2 separate regions of the Mus musculus genome follow, and region 2 is linked to region 1. Evidence: chromatin contacts called from public Hi-C data. All regions are on one chromosome and are shown on one strand. Each heading gives the region's core, a stretch centred on a gene start, on an enhancer-like site or on the middle of the called end of the contact. The rest is flanking DNA. Distances are from core to core; before and after follow the strand shown. Region 1 holds the start of Btbd3 (BTB (POZ) domain containing 3). Region 2 overlaps Gm14061 (a long non-coding RNA gene).

The links. A called contact is a pair of places that touch in the nucleus more often than the background predicts.
Region 2: a Hi-C map of cerebellum shows a contact between it and region 1, with 3 times the contacts expected there. The contact joins the enhancer-like site here to the promoter of Btbd3 in region 1. A contact is called at or near these places in 1 of 39 promoter capture datasets (hippocampal neurons) and 5 of 484 Hi-C or Micro-C datasets (cerebellar granule neurons, cerebellum and cerebral cortex).

The regions. Positions count from the first base shown.
Region 1 is chr2:138,274,386-138,281,037 of GRCm38.p6, reverse strand. Btbd3 (BTB (POZ) domain containing 3) reads right to left here and starts at 2,545. Exons shown (of 4, transcript NM_145534.2): 1 at 1,781-2,545; 2 at 1,199-1,289; 3 at 547-665. The coding sequence starts at 2,130.
Region 2 is chr2:138,584,518-138,591,169 of GRCm38.p6, reverse strand. Gm14061 (a long non-coding RNA gene) reads right to left here. Exons shown (of 6, transcript XR_866782.2): 3 at 1,734-2,036. Among named protein-coding and RNA genes, the nearest start is that of Gm14061, 6.7 kb to the right of the region's middle. Within about 2 kb of position 3,554, at least 13 of the 459 cell types and tissues checked have an H3K27ac peak or open chromatin away from gene starts, as enhancers often do. A contact at or near this core is called in cerebellar granule neurons, cerebellum and hippocampal neurons, where this site is marked.

The sequences.
Region 1 (6,652 bases), core at 1,296-3,795:
ACAACTATAGGAAACAATCCCTTCAAAAATCTCTTCATCAAAAATTTGCATGTCCAATTTTGTGGGTAAAATATATGTAGTCAAAGATGAGATACTAAGTTCCACTTCTGGTGGCATTAGACAACACAGAAGGCATGTGTCGTCCTAGTGTTGCTAGCTAAACAAGGTACATCACTGCTCTCATTGTGAAGTAAAGGTCTATTTCTCTGAAGCCTCCTTAAAGTGTCCTGCTTTCAGAAGGAGAACATCCCTATTAAACAGTGTTTATTCCAGAAAGCTATTTTTCTTTTAAAATGTCCCTAAAAGCAGCTCACCACGTGAGCTCTTTGCCCCTAGGCTCTAGGCTAAGGAATGGCTCTAACTGCCTGCGACATTCCATAGGACTTCCCCGAGCACAGAAGAGCGGTTCTAAGACCATTTACAAGGCAAGCAGCACCCCCTCTCTTTAGAATCTCTCGCTTACAGGAAACTCAGATCTGACTGAGAGGCCAGCAGAGCAGGAACACAGCACAAGAAACTCTTTCCAAACACACACATCATGCTTACTTCAGCATGGCGAGGAAGGCAGCAGGTTCGACGTCTGGGATTCGGATTTCATCTTTGTCCTCAGCGAGTTCTCCGTAAAACATTGCATGGAACACTGAGCTCCCGACAGCGAGGACGTACTGTGGAGAAAGGGAGAGCTCCCTTCACACACTACACTGAAAGCATTTGCAGAGTCAATCCCCAAAACCACTAGCCACTGAGGGCCGGGGGCACGTAAGGTACATAGCCCACCGTCGTAAACAGCCAGGCTATGGTGCACTGGACAGGGAGCATGAGACTGTCACACAAAGTGGGCTCTCCATCAATATCTCAAAGCTTTGACATTAATATACACCCCCACCCCACTGGGAAATAAATCAAACCATGGGCTCTTTATCGGATTTCTATAGGTACAGTAAACAGAGGACTTTCCAAGCCAGTTACAACATTTCCTAGCCCTGGAGAGTGAGAAGCGCACATTTCTGGGTGATATATACAACCGTGTAGAAGGAAACAAAGACAAAATGAAGTGTGGCCAAAGGTCTATATTCTCTGTAACTGGGCGAACCATGCAGTGGCTGCCGGCGGGCTGCCTGCCCACACCAAGCTCTGTGCTGACAGGGTCCCTCTATGTAAATCTCAGGACTAAACCGGTAATGCAGCTGTTGCTTACTTTGTGTCCTGGCAACCGCTGAGTCCCACCTGGTGGCCCAACCACAAAATGTACGTCTGCCATCAAGTCATTATTGAACATCACCGCATTTCTACAAACAAGAGGCGAGTCATTAATTCACAACAGCCTGTATTCTTAGCAGCCCTTTCCCCAACATGCAAAACTTCAGAGTTAAGCTAAGCAACAACAGCTCAGCGTTCCACTCCCAGCTAAAGAGCATACAAAGGGTCCAGCCACACCACTGCCTGAAACCACTGCAGACACATGGCAAGGAACTCAAGTTTTAAAAGTTAACTAAACTTTTACAGGGCTTAGGACAAATGAAGGGTTTCCTGTCTCTGTGCTCCACAGACACAAAGCTGCTGCTTAAATGTTACAGCTTGCAAAAATATTTTTATCTAAGAGGAAAACAGCTGTACTGCTTTGGAAAAGATACAAGGCAGCTTTCCATTACCAGTAGAGCCTCTGGGGAAGAGGAGCAGGGATTCGTGGTAAACTGCATTACAGTCATGAAAAAGCAGAGACTTCACCACCGGCAAACTTTGAGAGTAAACACGCTAGCCTGCCAGCAAGGGCGCTTACCTTTCTCGGATGGTGGGATAAAGACCCTGCCAGTTGGGGGCCGGGATGAGGTTGTTGTTACAGAGGTTGTGCTGGTGTTGCTGCTGGACAGTGGTGCTGCTGGAGTTGGCTGGCTTCTTACGGGGGAATATATCAGCAGCCATCTTCTTCTTCTTTTTAGTCTTCAAGGTAATTATTTCATAACAAACTGGGGGCAACTTGCTGCTCCCACTGCCAACGCTGCCGCCGCCGCCGCCGCCACCGCTGCTGTTGGCTTTCTTTGAACCTTTTTTGGACCTGTTCTTTACTGTCTCTGGAAGCATCAAGAAGAAGGTGAGACATTTCATGTTCTTTTCTTTATCATCTACCATGAGTACAGGATGTCTCTCTTTAGAGCTAGATCTCGCAAAACTGCTCAAACATCAAGGCAAAGAGGCTAGCCGGAGCTAAGATGTTAACAGAGACCGGCAGGCTGCTTTCTTCCTGCTTTTCCCAGCCAGGCAAGGTGACCTTTTCACTATGTTGAAGAGAAACTGGCTTTAAGTTTTATCCAGGACCGGATCTGTTAAATACATTCCCATCATGATTCCTGGTTTTCTTACTTGCGCATAAAACCAGCCGTTCTCTGGATCACCTGCAAAGCTGAGCAAAGGAGGCAGGCAGAGAGAGAGCTGAGGCGCTTGCTTTCTGAATTAGGTTAGCAAGATGTGGCGAGCCCAGCGAGTCAGTACGGCCGCGGCCGGCCGGTGAAGTTGTGTGGTGAATGGATCGGGAGAGGAGAGTAGGTATTACAGCCCTGCAGACGGAGTCAGACAGCCAGAGCTCCGAGCCAATAGCTGAAGCCACCAATCAGGATTGGATGAAGCCAAACAGTGACACCTATTGTAGCATGCACAGCTCTGATATTAAAGGAGCAGCAGTTACATTCTCTTTTCTACTGTATATTTAATTAAGATAAACAGCAAATGAAAGACATTTGCAAACAGGAAGGGAGGGGTTTATTTCTCTTTAGTACAGGAACATTTTCATTTCAACCAAAACAAGCAAAAGCCATTAACAAAGAATGGGAACACATATGTCTAATCTCTCTTCCTGGCAACAATCTTCCTCCTAGCAGCATTTACTTGCAAGTATTTTGAACAGGATCTCCTAGACTATAAAGCCAAAGGGAACCAACGTACTGAAATTAAACCAAACACATTTAAGCCCAGCCACGGCAGGGGAGGGGAGGGGTCTTTTTTTAGTCTCTGGATGTTTTGCTAAGGCTCTGCATTTAGCTTGCTTCCAATGTTTTCTAGCTCGGCACTGATTTTGGACCTGTGTCCCAGGTCACAAAACACAGTTAATTACGATGAGCTTCCACCAGCACACTTAGCTGTACTCAAGCATAAGGCAGACTGTAGATATGACAATAGCATTCATTCAAATGAGACAACTCTGATAATTAGTGCTTAAACCCTGTGATTCACTGCAGATAAGTCAGATAGGGCACTGCTCAGGATCTCAAAATCCAACTCAACTCTTAAGGCTACATTTAATCTTGTCATACAAATTTTAAAGAATCCGTAAGCTCTAGCACAGCACCAGTAGAAGGGCTATTTAAAATGATCAAAGTCTCCTATTAACTAGTTAAAAGGCAAAAGATCTCTTTGCTTTAGATGAGAATAAGGCTTCCCCGGCAGCTGCCAGTAAAACAGCATCTACTGGAGCTTCATAGTTTGTAAAGGCAGACTAATGACTAGAGTGACTCCCGCCCCATCTATGGGATTACTCGGGTTTGTTCAAAGTAGAGAGGCTATCTGCTGCCTCTGGTCCCTGATCCTTCAGAGTCCTAGCCCTGTGTGCTATGTAACATTCGCCTGCATGGAGACTCCTCAGCAAATGAGAACACTGTTACTATAACTAACAGTATTGCATACCAGAATAAATTTTTAAATCCCCTAGCATCTTAGTCCTAAATCATTCCAAAGGCGTTCCTTTGTATTGTCATTATTTAAAGCCATTTGAAAGCCTCTGCGAGCACAGAGTATGAGACACAGGCAAGGTTACCTATCCCCATTGTTGATGGAACCAAGTTGCTGCTTATTTATGACAATTATTGTATTCTAGACTGCAGGGCTAAGACACTGCACATCAATACCCTTGCAAATCACCTTCAGCTGTACTTTGAGGATAATGTTAGAGATATGATAACCTGTTATATGATAACCTGTTGGAAAGCATCTAGAAGGCCAGGGAGTGAGTAAAGAACTTGTAATACAAGAATGGAAACCAGTGTTTGGATCCCCAGCACAGGAAGGAAGGAAGGAAGGAAGGAAGGAAGGAAGGAAGGAAGGAAGGAAGGAAGGCGAAGCCCAGCCCAGCAGCCTGTACCTATAACCCTAACTCTAGCAGTAGGTAAGGGTTATTAGTAAGGCCTTGGTAGCCAGTTAGCCTTAGCTCATTGGTGAGCTACAGATAAATGAATAGACTTTGTCTCAAAAAATAACAGAGAGCAGTGGAAGGTCAACCTCTGCCTCCCACCACACACACACACAAACTCGTGCACGTCTATATACATTACATATATACATCACACACCACACAAACATACAGATACAAACATCCACACCCACTACACTCACATATCACACCACATACAAACATCCCACATATCATACACATAACACACAAACACCTATGCCCAACATACACACACACTCTCATAGAGAGACAGGCAGGCAGGCAGACAGACAGACAGACAGACTCTCACTCACCCGCACAGAACACCGAGGAAAAGGCACTAAGAAAACCAGTAGCCCCTGAGTAAGCTGCCTACCAGGAACAGACGGCCTCTCTACTGGCTGCTCAAGTTCTCAATCATACCTGTCTGCAAAGCCCTTCTGATAAGAGGCACTTCTGAGCATAAATCCCAAACATATTTCTAACAGACCCCGTATCTGGCTTCTCAGGTCAGAACTAATCAATTAGAATGGAAGAGGAAACCAGCTGTTTTGAGGCCATCATTATTAACTGGCAACAGAAGAAGACTAAACAGAAGAAGCAAAAGAACAACATGTAAGGATTTGTCTTTACTTATCTTACATAAGGCTATGGCTAACACCACAAAAAGCCTCCAAAACTACAGCTTCTGCATCACTAAGGAGAAGAGGGAAAGTGCATGTAGTAGTTTGAGAAAGGAAATTACATAAGGCTTTAGAAAACCCTCTTTTGAGCCTAAAGAACCCAGGTATTTGGAAAGAACAAGCTTTGTAGAAAAGCTTGAAAAATGAAAAGTAAGAGAAGGAGAACTGAGTTCTATGGACGCCCTAGAACAGTGCTTGCTGTAGAAGGCCACTCTTGGCTGGTTAGGTGGCTGTTAAAAGATACACACACACACACACACACACACACACACACACACACACACACACTCAGAGCTGCCTCTCCTCCTCTGAAGACATGCCACACACTGCTGCTAAACCTGCAGTCCCAGGGCCAAAAGCAGCATGTCCCAGGAGCCTTCAGGGAATTTGGAATCATAAGATTCGGGATCACAACTGCATTTTCACAAGTTTTCCACAGTGTGCACAGCACTGAGTTTGAGAAAGACTTCCCCAAAGATCCGGGTTCTAGGCCTGCCAACATAGTATCTTCAAACAGATGCCCAAACAACTCAAGATAATTTATTCTAGTTTGAACCAAGAATTTAACCTCTCCTATCTTGTTCTAAAATTCTTCTGTTCTGAGTAATGGCACCATTCTAAGATCCAGGTGAGCGGCCAGGCAAGTCAGAGTCTATAGTGTAAGGTTGTCTGGAAGAGATCTAGTCCAGATCCTCAGATGTAAACAGCAGGTTTCAAAAATACCAAGCAGATGAAACAGCCAACCCTTAAATAATCAACTCCCTAATTCTGTCTCAGAAAGCTAGCTGTGCACACTGGCATCAGCAGCAACCAAGAAACTGTTCCATTTTGGCTAAGCCACTTAACTGCCAGAGCACGGGAAGGGGGCTCTGAAATCCAATCAGTCTCTAAGGGACCCAGTTTTCTCAGCTGAACAGTGAGGTTTGTTTGGAAAAGCGTTTCTCCAACCAACGATGCTTAATCCAGTTAGAATCATATTTTATATTCTGACTTAGAGCAGAGCATACATATAAGAGTTGAAAATATAAAGTTCAAGCTGATTTTTTTCTATTTTATTCTTTATGTTTTGATGTTGCTCTTGATACAGTCAAGCCTTTTAAAGACTGATTTGAGAAAGTGAATTATTTTCTGGGGTACTTAAAGCTTTATATCCAGGGCTCCTTCCCATCAATAACTGAAGACTAGGGACTTTCAGAAAGAAAAGATGGTTAGATCCCATGTACTTAACAGAGTGCTCACGAAATCCACCAAACTGCATGCATGTGCGGATGATGTTTCTGGAAGGACAACAGCTGTCAGCTGCCTTTCAGAGTAATGCATAACCCAAGATACAGGAAAACAGAGCCACGGCCCTTTAAGGTACTTCCTCATGCTGTGGTGACCCCAACCTACAAGTATTTCCATTGCTACTTCATAACTGTGATTTCACAACTGTTGTGAATCTTCATGTGAAATCTGTGCTTTCCAATGGTCTCAGGCAACCCCTGTGAAAGGGTCATCCAATTCTCAAAGGGGTCATGGCAGGTTGAAAATAACACCAGTAAAATGTTATGAGGGAAAACCAAACAAGCTAGCATGAATCCCTACATATGTGTACTCTGCTTCTGTTTCTACTTTGCTACATTAAATACGTTACACCCCCTCATATAGATATAAACAGAATCTCATCTACTTACTCTCCAATCCAGACACAGCACCAACAGTTTGGAAAACTCATCGACAACCTCGTCACTACTAGCATTGTTTCACTTGCTCCAAGACTTTCTCA
Region 2 (6,652 bases), core at 2,305-4,804, 310 kb before region 1:
AGTTGTTGAGTCTCTGTATAATGAGGGACTCTGTCTTCCCAAGGTGGATGCACTTCAAAAGTCATTACTAAGGCTGTCCTCTGACTTATACATACGAGTACCTAAATGCACATGAACACACACACACACACACACACACACACACACAGGGAAAGCAAAACGAGACAAAGAAAACTATATAACAAATGTAAAAAAAATGAGTTTCAAAAAACACAAGCAACACAGTGGGGGGAGAAGCTTACAGAATGGAAGAAAATATTTTCAGATTATATATTTGATAAGGGATAAAACTAGAATGTATGAACAAATATTTCTACCCATCTACCCCCCAAATTAGACAACCCAATTAAAAGTGTGTAAAGGACTTGAATAGTTATTTTTCTGCAAACACATACATATAGTCAATATATGTATGTATATACATATATATATATTATATACATATACACTCACATATATTCTCAATAACACTAACAGTCAAAAAATGCAAATCACAACCAAAGTGAGTTATCACCTCGTGCTCATTAGGATAGATATAAGGAAAATCACACAGATGTGGCAAAGTACAGAAGTGTTTGTAGTATTGGGTGAGGCTGTAAACTAATGTAGCTGCAGGGGTGTGGGACAGGGTGGTACATTCATAAAGCAATAGTAGCTCTAGAGCTCTGTGCACATCAGTGTGAATGTGCTAACCATTACTTATCACACCCTTAAAACACACAAAAGATATGGTTTAAAGAAAACACAAATGGAATTAGGGTGTCACTGAGTTCTTTGGCATTCAAATGTTGAACTTGCTCTAAGTTCCAACCTTAACAGCTAACTAAGGCAGTTCAGAGGAAATCAGAAGGCACACATCTGTGCACAAAATCCTGGCACTACCCTTCCAAATTCACTTTCATTCAATTCTCATCTGTCAAACAATATGTAAACTTTATTACTAATAAAGAAAGATATTAACAAAAACTGTTGCCAAACAAAACCTTATCTAAAATCCAAAGATCCTGATAATTCTACCCTGCCACGTAATTCTATTAATTCTGATAATTCTAGTCTGTCACATCACTCAGAGACTGCTGGACTTCTTAGGTGAATTAGTGCTACACTGTCCTTTCAATAAACTGCAACTCAGCTGATCTGAATACATGTCAAAATCAGTTTTTTGTATGGCATTTAGAATTCAGTAAGGTGAAGTACTTAGAAATTATAGTTTTGAACTTATGTATGATACATATTTGAGTTGAATAAGTTAACTTCTTTGTGAGAAACACACTCTCAAGAACGAAACAAGCAGAATGCAAAAGAATAGGGAAGATAATTAGCATTTAATAAGACTTGCCCCACTTCACTGGAAAGATTGCAGAAGCAAAGTTAATAAAGCTAAAAGTAGGTTAATCTCCTTTTTTGTCCCTTAAGCCTGCCATTTTAATATCTTTATTGTATCCCAAGTGTGCTCAGGAATAGAAAAGTCTACCAATGATGTTTTGTCCGACTACATTCAACAAATACTTGAGGACTCCCTGTCTCATACTCTAAGCATACAGCTGGGAATGAAACCAATTCTCCAAATTCTTGCAAAAGAAAGCACTAGTAGCCTTTCTTTTTGTTCCCACATATTGAAGACATATTTGGGGGACTGGAGAACGGAATGAAATTCAATTCTTCCTACACCAAGAACCTTCAGTTGCCTACTGTGGAACAAATTAGCAACGGTGGTCATTTCCCAGCCTTACCTTCTCTTTGTGGCCTTCCACTTCCTCAGATGCCAGCAGGATGATGGCTCTTAGGTATAAAGCCTCACAAGTAAGCTCCTTTGAAAGGATTCATTGAAGGAGTGGTGCCAGGACAAACTGGCAAGGGAGTGAGGGAAGCCAGAGAGAGCTGGAAACGAGTTGATCAGCAGTGTGGTCTCAGCTGGAATCTGGCTCCGTTCAGACTCCTCAGCTACACAATGAATTTCTCCACAGTATGGTTTCAGCTAGAGGCCAGTGTGTAGGCTTTGTAATTCCAACATCATTAGTTGTCCATGACTGCCTCTGAGAAGTTAGGAGACAAAGGGATAACCTCTTATCAACTTTTACCTCTGGTTAAGATGGCCCTATCAGGTAAGGACATAGAATACAGGCGCCCAAGACCAGAAAAGGAACTAAGCAGGACCTCTCTATATACAGCATGAAGCCTCAGAGCTTTAAAGGAAGTACCCCAAAGTGAAAAAAAAAAAAAACAAACAAAATACTCCTTCTTTAGAGACATAATCTTAAAAGGCTTATGATGATGCCTAAACCGCTCTCTCTCTCAAACAGAAATTCTTTAGTCTTTAGTCTATTTCCATTCATTCCCAAATCAGAGCACATGGTGATTGGTAAAGAGAGCTCTTGAAGGATAGCTGAGTTGATCTCTGCCTGACGGGTAATTTAGTCCAACAGATGAGATGGTTCAGATCGTAGTATCAAGGAGATCTCTGTCACCAGTAATCTTTTGCAAATGACTTGCAGTGACTTGGAACAGATATCAATAGACTTGGGTGGATCCCATAAAATTACAAGAGACATTATCTTCATTCTCCCTATGGCTTTGATCAGGTTACATAGAAAGTAATCTTTGATGGGAAAAATTGTTGGTTTAATGTATTAATGGTGTGACCTACATAGGGAAATGAAATAGGAGTGGGTCCATTAGCTGAGTAAAGGTATATGTTCAGAGGTTAAAAAATCCTATGCACTCATAAGCCAGCAACTCTACCATTGTGAAACATTTCCCTGAGAGCACAAGCCACTAGTTCCTGGGTAATAGACCACAGATGGAAGCCAGGTTGGCTCAGTCTTGTTCCCAGGATAAAGCCCAAGATGTCAGTTTGAGATCGGATTACCGTGGAGCCAATCTTCAAAGTGTGATCATCCTATAGGCATTTTTGCTGATTGAGAACACTTAAAGGAGTCTTTATGGAAATGGGGGAGATAAAATAGAACTGGAGAAAACATTTTTTTATAATCTGAGTTGAGGCTAATATCACATGAAAGTTTGTTGGCCACCCGGTTATGTCCTGGAATTGAGGCAAGAGGCCAAGTTTTTATGCCCCAGTCATTGAATCACAGTAGGACATCATAAGCATTTCCTGGAGAGGCACATCTCTACAAAGAGCAGCTGGAAGGTACGAGCCTCCACCCCCAGTGCATCTGGTCCACCAGCCGGACAGAAGGGGCGAGGCAGGCACCAAACTGGCTCCATGCATCTTCCATCACTTCATGTGAATACCACAGGATCAGAGGCCTAATGCATAGCAGCCGAAGGAATTGCTTGGAAAGGAACAATCACAGCTCCCACCCACAGCTTCCATGTGGTCTGCTGTCTGCTTTTTGTTTTTTTGTTTTCTAGTGCCTCGAAATGTGAAATCGATCAAAGATATTTTTAAAAAATACGCTCCATTTTAGGTTATCTCTAAGGAAGCCAACCTTCAGTTCTCCAAGGAGGTTGCCAAAGCTATAGATATACTCTGTGTTCATTGAGGAGACTCGCAGCTTCAGCTAGAGCTGCTCCTTTCCAGTCTGTGAGGCAGAGCTCTGCTGGGAAAGCCTACTTGCTGGAGACCCCTGTCCTCAGCACTGTCTGTCCTCCTCCAGCAGGTCCTCACACTCAGGGATAATATTCTGGTTTGTTGCTATGGCTACCCTACTCTTGATGGCCACTGCGGGCTTTAAATAGCCATCCAATGCACTGTTGGGTAACATTTTGTTGTGCTTCCCCCACCAACCCCATGAGTCTTTCCCCCTTCTCTTATCATTGCTGAAATTCAAATGTTTTTTTAATGAGTTTTAAAATATTTGCTTTAAAAAGGAAAGGCCCCAGCAGAAGGCAGAAGGCAGAAAGCAGCTAAATGCAAAAATGGCAGTCATAGTACTACAACTGCAAAGTTCCTCAAAGCTCTAAATAACCCGTACCTATCCTGTTTTACCAGAGGCCCTTTTGTCTGTGAGAGGTTCTCTGGGCTGGTAGTCAGAGCCACAGGAAAAAGAGAATACTGAACCATGTACATGCTCCCAGCCCTAGAAATGACAAGATCCTCATTTTCAAAAACTGATTTATGTATTTTTAATGTGTCCATTTGTGTATGCCTCTGTGCAGATTCTGTCGTCAGAAGGCAGAGGAGGCTGTCTGAGCTGTAGCTACCAGATGTGGGTGCTGAGAGAATCAGATCCTCTGTAAAAGCAGAATATACTCTTATTTGCTGAGCTATCACCCCCATTCTAAATAAAATCTGTCTGACAACTTGTTTTATAGCCCATTAAAGAATATGAACAGTTAGCAAAACAACAACAACAACAAATCACATGTGTGAACCTGTCTGACATGGTAGTATAAGGGCCGCACTCTGGAGGCTGGGGCTGGATGATTTCAAGTTATAGGCTGCTGTGTGACAGACCTTTCCTAAGAAGACACACCACACAAGGCTATTTACCCAGGAAAGGGAACACGTAACACACCAAAGGAATGGCTGTGACAAATTCAATTTTGTGAACTAATGGGTTTTTATTGTATTACTAACAGGAGTATGGGAGAGGGATTACTTACAGGTACTTACTCAAAAGCAGCTACATCACTGAGAAGCCCACCCCACGGTGTGTGAAGACCCACTAAAGATACAGCTCTGAAGCTTTCTGCACAGCTTATTGGCTGCTCCACTCTGGATATCTCTTCGCATTGCAGTTTGGCAGTTCGAATCCCCTCTTCCCCTCATCCATCCCTTTACAGATGTTTATCCCTTTTGATACTACTGGGGGGGGGGCTCTCAAGAATCTTTCAAATGTATGTTCTAGCAATGTGACTTTCACTTCATCTCCTGTAACTCATGAAGAAACATTTCAACTCACTGGGAATGTTTTAATTCAAAGGAAAGCACCGAACAACTCAGGCCAGCCTGAACTACAGAGTAAGAGTTTCTGGTGTACAAAAGTTTATAAAAAAGAAGTCCAAAGCAGATTCTTTAAGTCACAGATCATATCTCCTTAGCATTTTCTGTTTCCATGGATACCGTTTGTGTATCTTTGCCTGGTTGTAGAAGCCTGTCCTGACACACAGGTTCTGGAATGTGTCAGAAAGACAGCATCTCCTAGGGGTGTTCCTTTGTCTAAAGCTCATGGCAGTGAGTGTTAAAGACCTCAGATTCCTCTCCTCTTAGATAGGAGAGAGTGGGCCTACTTTTCACCTTGCTGCAGTCTTCTCTGCAGGTGTTCACAGTCTTAGCCTTCACTTTCCTTCCCTAACACTGTAGAGCTTGACTTCTTTTCTAGATGAACCTAAGGCTATTTTTTTTTCAGATTCAATCTCTGGGCAGCCCCCCAAAAAACCACATAGTTCAATTTCATTTGTTTCACAGATCAACAATAGATGGCCAAATTGGGTGGAGAAGACAGAATCAGATATTTAAATTTTATGTTTTTCTTCTACATTAAAGATAAATTAATTCATTATTTTTAGTGATTAAAAACATATTTCTTACCAAGCTCCTAGAAAATTATAGGCAAATTCTCAAAGAACAATAAACCAATTATGCAAAACTTCTATTTATCAATAGAGTAATCTGTTGGCCAGAGAACTGAGGTGATTAATTCAAGGGACCCTGGCAAGGTATTGTAGACCAGTCCTGTCCCAGGATATGAAAATGATCCCCAAGATGACATAACACTGAAAAAGGGGGGAACAGACCCAAGGCTGCGGTGCCCTACATACTGGCAGGCTCACAAGTGTAGATAAGTGGCTTGGTCTACATAGTGAGCTCTAGGACAGTCAAAGCTGCACAATGAAACCCTGTTTGAAAACAAACAAACAAACAAGCAAAGATTTTTATTTGTTTATTTATTTATTATTTATTTATCTATTTATTTATTAGAGCAGGCCCTGCTTTCCTCAAGCTAAGGCTAAGGAGTCAGCTAACATTTGAAAAGCTTCACTACCACTCTTGTGATTTTATGTACCCCTTATGGAGATCGTGTTGGTTATAACCTGATATAGTTGCATCTATGTATCTGGATTTGAACACAGGACTTGATGTAAAAACCTAGTTTCTTTCTTAGCATTAACTGTCATCCTGTCCTAGAACTACCTGAAAAACGGGTCTCAGTTGAGTATTGCCTGTTTCCGATTGGTCTGTGGACATTTCTATGAGAGAATGTCTTGATTGATGTAGGCAGGCTCAGGCAACAGTGAGCAGCATCATTTCTTGAACATGTATTCCTGGAGTGTGTACTAAAGTTACCTACTCATGATCCAGAGAGAGGTCCAAAAAGCCCTGCTTCCACCCTGGCTCCCCTCAGTGATGTTTTGTGACCTGGAAGGGTCAATCAAGTAAACCTTTTCCTCCCCAAGATGTCTTTGGTCACGTGTTATATCACTGTCTTTGGTCACATGTTATATCACTGTAAAAGAATGAAATCACAGCACCTAAATATTTAAAGTTTGACTCCTCAGTTCAATATCAATAGAAAATAAACACTAGTCTCTTTTCAACATAGAATTTTCAATAAATTATTGTCTTATAGGTTAGTGTTCTTTGATAAAATGTATTTCCTATACTAAGAGTCGTTATCTAGAAATCAATATTTATATAAATTCTATCAAACCTATGGTGTAATGTAAAGCTTAAATACTACTTTTT